Linked DNA regions of Hordeum vulgare: region 2 is linked to region 1. The links are chromatin contacts, called in public Hi-C maps. All regions are on one chromosome and are shown on one strand. The core of a region is the stretch at or near the end of the contact, and the rest is flanking DNA. Distances in the headings are between cores, read along the strand shown.

What was found. Hi-C and Micro-C count contacts between places; a contact is called where the count stands out from the background.
Region 2: a Hi-C map of leaf shows a contact between it and region 1, with 2.2 times the contacts expected there. The contact joins the promoter of LOC123430403 here to the enhancer-like site in region 1. A contact is called at or near these places in 2 of 6 Hi-C or Micro-C datasets (leaf and seedling).

What each region holds. Positions count from the first base shown.
Region 1 is chr2H:519,303,018-519,306,190 of MorexV3_pseudomolecules_assembly, reverse strand. No RefSeq gene overlaps it. Among protein-coding and RNA genes, the nearest start is that of LOC123430397, 19 kb to the right of the region's middle. Within about 2 kb of position 1,615, at least 1 of the 3 cell types and tissues checked has open chromatin away from gene starts, as enhancers often do. A contact at or near this core is called in leaf, where this site is marked.
Region 2 is chr2H:519,743,590-519,746,762 of MorexV3_pseudomolecules_assembly, reverse strand. LOC123430403 (heavy metal-associated isoprenylated plant protein 47-like) reads left to right here and starts at 1,479. Exons shown (of 2, transcript XM_045114273.1): 1 at 1,479-1,589; 2 at 1,738-2,217. The coding sequence starts at 1,584. The coding sequence ends at 2,112.

The DNA.
Region 1 (3,173 bases), core at 366-2,865:
AAATTAATGTGATTTTGCTAATTAATACTATTGCATGCAACGAATTGATCACTGCATGGCCTGCTAGTTAGTCTCAAGTCGTTAAAACATACACGCCCCATGTTTCTTATTGGTTTATTTCTTTATTCATGTCAAAAAACAAAAACAAGATGAAAGTTAATGCACCATGCCTAAGTGTTTTGGGATTATGTGGTTTTCGTAAAATAACTTATAAACCGAAACTGATGGAATATAAAGCTTGAAGGTTCCAACGCAGGCAACCCATATGATACTCTTTCCGATCCAAATTAATTGTCATGACGGTAGTACAACTTTATACGGGAGTGCGCGGTATATTCTACTCCCTCCGTACCTAAATATAAGTCTTTTAAGATATTTTACTAGGTGTCTATATACGAAGCAAAATAAATAAACCTATACTCTAAAGTATATCTATATACATTCGTATGTAATCCATTAATGAAACTTTTAAAAAGACTTATATTTAAAAACGAAGGGAGTAGTCAAGCGACATGTGCCTTTTCAGACTCCACTGGCGGCCAAATCACCATCATATCCACCGAGGGATCATAAGCCAATCAACAGCTCCGAGTTAGTTACTTAATTTGATAATGATAGAAACTGGTTAGTAGAGCACTAATTTTGAAGGTACTAAATGACGTACGATTCGGTACGTCATACTCCTATATGGAGCTCAAAGGTGTAGAGAGCTTTCTGAAGCAACGGGTTTACACCAAGGTTGCTATGTTCATACCGCGCGGCTTCTGAAGCAAAAAACCAAAGGTAAAAAGAAAGTGATTAGAGCACTAAGCAAGAGTTAAGTGCTGCCCACAATTTCCCGGAAATTACCGTGCAGGAGGGTAATAGTGTGTCTTATTGCGTCTCAAGAGGTAATCATCCTCTATTCCTATATAACTACAACCCACTACCTAATTTTTCTAGCCATGCAACCATAACACATAAGCAAGTATGCATGCAAGACATAAATAATATTTTTTTACATTACTCTACACATGCAATGGTGCCACATCGTTAATTCATGCATATTAGTCTTAAGTAGTTTTTTGTATTAGAGTTCATCATATTTTGTTAGAAATTACATTGTAACTATAATTTTCACTCTCTTGTTGTACGCTTTGTATTTTATTTTTTTAAGCTTACATTAACTTTCCATTAGTTTTAGATTTTTTTCTATAACATCATATTCTAGCAATGTTCTTGCAGCAACGCATCGAGAATCATCTAGTTCTATATATACTTTGCGTTAGTTTTCTAGTGTGAGAGATGAAACGCGGTTACAATGATTGTGGGCACGGTAATTAAAAGGCAATCATTGTATATATACTTTGCGTTTCATATAATCATTGTGAATTTTCTAGTGTCCGGTATGTCTTGCTAATTCTTGGTAATCATTGTACGGTAATTAAATTGTATCGTACACATCTGTATAAACAATTAAAGCAAGACTGTGAGGATGCTAGTCAGTCAAACAAAACAGGAAATCTTCAGAAAAGAGAAACAGACAAACATGTCAACAGAAACACGGAGATGGAGCACTCAGACGGTAACATGGTGCCAAAGGAATAAACAACATACGCCAAAGTATCAACCTCTCGAACGAGATGAAACACGGTTTCCGAAGGTGCACCAGCCAAGGAAGCCTCGCGGGTTCTAAGTCTTGATCTACGCGGTGTGGTTGGGGACGTAAAGTACAATCCCCGGCTGTATAAGAGCATCTTTAGCACATCCATTATAAGCGATCAAATCTATAAAATAATTGTTTTATCGTTTTAGTCGAAAAAGGTACCGAACAGATTCCTTAAAATCGTCCGATCCTTAAAAAAGTTTACAAGGCCCTGTGAGCAGATGTCCGAGACCAATGTATCTTCAGTTTTGGAGGCAATTTTGTTAGGCCCCGAATACCAGTTAACGCTAACAAATTGAGGAATTTCGGCTCCCGCCAACGCCTTCCACCCATAGACTTGTCGGAGACCGGCCAAAATTTGCCTCGAAGCTTCATGGTGTTGTTGCCTGTGTAGCTGTGCCGACGCGATGGCCAGCATCGACCACACCTTGACGACCGTTGCGGCTTTCTCCGGCAGGCAGCTGGCCTAGCAGCGCCCGCAGCAATAGCACAGCTCGGGTCAGGCCGCGCGGCCCCGAGCGCTGCGCACGCCACGCGGTATGCCTTGTCCGCGACTCGCGCGTCGTCGAAGGCGGCGACAGGGGGAGAAGGAGCCAGCTTGTGTGCGCGGCCATGGCGGACGGGCAGAAGCGGTCCTGAGGCGCTAGCTCGCTGCGGCGGTGCACGGGACTGCGACGAAGACTGGATAGGCGGCGGGGGATGGGCCAGCCGGACGCGCAGCCGGAGGGGCAGAGGATGGGTGGCGGCGCAGGCAGAAGGGGCAGGGGCGGGTCGGGCCTCGACCAGTCCATGCGCGACGAGGAAGAAGGGAAAAAATATGGAAAAAAGAGGGTCACGCGTCTGTTTACAGGTTGATTTGAAGTTTCCTTTTTGCCGCGCTTGTTTTCGGTCCTTATCCAAAGCATGTCGTGAACTGTAAATGCCATTTTACATTTTTGCGATATAAGAAGTCTGTTAGAGATGATGTAAGTAGGGGATCTTGGGAGGCTCTGAATTCATTCATTGCCCACCATTCTTCCGTTCTCCAACTTGTTCCTGTTAGGCTGCCTAGTGCCTACGCTACGCCTCGGCCTCCGGTTCTCCAACTTCTCTGAATTTCTGTTGCTGAAACCCGTTGCTCTGCTCTCCTGAACGTTACTGAAAATGGTATGCTCTGCTTTTTTTTTTCTTTCAGCAAAAGATGGTGATCAGGGTGCACATGACGTGCGACAAATGGCGATCCAAGTAAATGGGGCTGGTTGCCTCGGTACACGGTGAGTTGCAGTTTACATTGCCGGGCTCATATCCTTGATATACGATCAGGCTTGGGAGAGTATCGGGTGCACCGGGCCAATTGATGCTAGCGGTACACCGAAACCCCGTTACATATTTAAAAATGTTTGAAAAAATCTGACAAATATTTAGTGGATTGATAAAACATCAATGTATATTGTGATAAAAATTCAAATCAAAATTTGAGACATTGCACGAGATATAAAAATGATAAATTTGACATCAATATGCTAATGGACCAAATCTAAAGGCCAAC
Region 2 (3,173 bases), core at 230-2,729, 440 kb before region 1:
TCGACACACATGAATATCGTCAAGTTATTTCACCATGATTCATTGAGTTAACATTCATTGGCTTGATAAGTTTATGTAGGTGTACCGGAGATAAGGTATTGTCCTAACTTGAAGGATTACCTACTTATGATTATACTTTCCATGCAAACATCCGCAACTACGAGGGAAGTAATGAAGATAAATCTAGTTGTAGCATTAAACAACTGGATCCAAAACAACCCCTTACGAAATAATTCATAAATTAGGTTTAGGTTTCTATCACTTCCGCAACACATCATCTACAAACTAATTTTACAATGCCTTCCCCTAAGCTCAAAGATGATGAAGTGTCATACAGTTGATGTTCAGATTACACCACTAGAGAAAGAAAAAAAGAATAACACACCATAATATCACAACATTGAACAGAAATCAACTTCACATATATAATTACAAGTAACATGACTTCTCCTATGTCCTTCAGAACTAATGAAACTACTAACAACTGATGATATTGATCATGATCAATGAGTATCAATATATGTTTAACAATCAGAACATAACATTTCCTAGACTCATGGATTCAATCTAATAGCTCCAATTCCGTAGAGCTTTAATTGGACAACGTTGGAAGGATTGCCTCCACTTGCCTTCAATGAGGTAAGAAGTAAGAGATATCATGTTATATCTGCTCGTGCTTGTGCGGTCTGCAGGCAGCAACCCAATTAAAAATAAAAATCCTAAAATACCAACTTATAATATTAGGTCATTACACACTAAGTATCATATACTCCCTCTGTTCGAAATTACTTGTCACCAAACTAAAAAAAATGAATGTATATAGAACTAAAATATGTCTAGAATCATCCAATCCTATGACAAGTAATATTGGACGGAGGAAGTACATGATATATACGAGATATTCCCCTCTACAATCAGAGCATTGCAGCACTCCCTTCTCTGGAAAAATCAGAAGAATTGCTAATTAATTGCGTGCAGTTGTGGAAAAGTTGGGTGTGGCCGTGTGAGCCCCCTCTCCTCCCGCGTGTTCCTAAGACAAAATTATTGTTGATTGAGGTGATCGAGGACCATTCGGTTGAACTTGAGCTGCTACTGTATCCACGCCAATTTTGTCCCATTTCACGCTGATATGTCCACTAACCGATCGACTCGGTCTACGTATAGTTTTGTCCGCAGCCGCGTCTTCGTTGGAGCATCCAACGTGGCCAACCGGCGTGATACAATTGGGCAGATCTCTCCATCGGGAAAATTCAACCGAGTCCTTGTGACGAGGACGCGTTTACATGCATGCATGGCTAGCTACTTGCCCAGTTGGGCAGTTGTTTACTCACTTAGAGCTCAACTGCTGCCACGAATCTTCGTACAACTCGCTAGACAGTGCGTTGGGATGGATCGCTCCTGATACTGACATAGCTCTACTTCTCCGCTCCCACGCCCCCCCGCCCACTGCGTGCGCGTATATAAGGCGGGCAGGCGGCTATACCCTTCACCAAATCATCACAAGCTAGACACTTGCATCTGCGGAAGATCGACCAGTAGCTACCCAAACCAATCCCGAGTTTCTGTCTCTCCTACCCAAAGCAATGAAGGTGAGGAACCCTATTCAGCTTCTTCTCTTAGTTTTTGTGTACCTCTCGTGTTGCTTTGTTTAGCAGCTCAATTTCGAGGAATCGATACATTACTCTGAACCTGGAGCATACGATTGATCCATCGCTTTTCTCCTGCTTGTTTTTGCAGCAAAAGATTGTCATCCAGTTGAGCGTGTCGTGCGACAAGAGCCGGTCCAAAGCACTGACGCTGGCTGCCAGAGCAGCCGGGGTGACGTCCATGGGGATAACCGGCGACGCCAGGGACCAGCTGGAGGTGGTCGGCGACGGCGTCGACCCGGTGTGCCTCGTTTGCTGCCTCCGCAAGAAGCTCGGCCACGCCCAAATCATCAAGGTGGAGGAAGTGAAAAAACCGGAGGAGAAAAAGGAGACGAAAAAGGAGGACCCGAAGCCGGCGGTGCCCGTGTACCCGTGCTACTACCCGCCGGCCGGCTACTACCACCAGTACCAGCCGCCGCACATGGTCGTCTGCGACGAACAGCCCAGCAACTGCCGGACCATGTAGTTGTTTTGACGTACATTAATTTTTTGAGGGATTATGAATAGCAACATGCGTGTGTTTATTTAATTCATTCAAGGAAATGAAAAGAAACGAGAGATATTATATTTACGAGTTCGATCGCTTGGCTAATTTCCATTTTGAAATCGAAGCAAACGCAATGGTTATGTGAATCTTAGTTCTCAGGCGCTTGATTCTTTGTGAAGGTGAAGTTCATAAACTACATGTAGTTTGGGGCTGGGCATGTGCCGATAAGGGCGGGGAGCCAACCAGAACAGCACGATATGTGGATAGTGCGTCACCTGCAAGAAAAGGTAGGACGTCACACCATGATGCCCTCGGCCCCACATTGTGACGAATGCCATCTAATCATATCATCGGATGATAATTCCAGTTGATCCACATAAGTATAACCACGGTCGAATAAGAAGTGAATAAGATCTGCACTGTCAAATATAGTTTCAGAGCTCGGTGTTCTCAATATATATCTGAATAAACATGGCACCGTGCAATGGTGTCCTCCACTGTCAAAACACCAGGAGAAGGTGTGCAGCGATTTCATAGGAAATAAAGAGACTTTCTTATTGACCGTCAAAATTCTGCAGCGATTTTGCAGCAGTTTAGTTTGAGTGGCCCTCTTCCGTTCAATGTTCTTACAGTGGCCTGGTTTTCTTCGTCTTACTACATTAGTCAGTGGGGTGAGCCGGCGCGGTCAACGACGAGACTAGAGTAACCAAACTGCTGACCAGAAGTTCGTGACAATAACAAAAGTACAAGACTGTTGGTATCAGATGTCCACATCTCCAAAATTTCCAATTCTAAACAAAAAATTATGGCCACCAACTGCAGAGATCGAGCACGGCAACCAGACTCGTCCATCGGGAGTAGATTGTTAGAAACTTTGAATTCTCTTGGACATTTGCACCGATATTTTAAAGGTTTGCAAATGAATGTTTGCTCTTAATAACAGCTTTACTGATTAGTTGGAAATCGATATACAACCAGAGCAACCAATTTCACAAGACAACTAGGAGCCGGAAAATGACAGACCGCGCAATTAATTATTA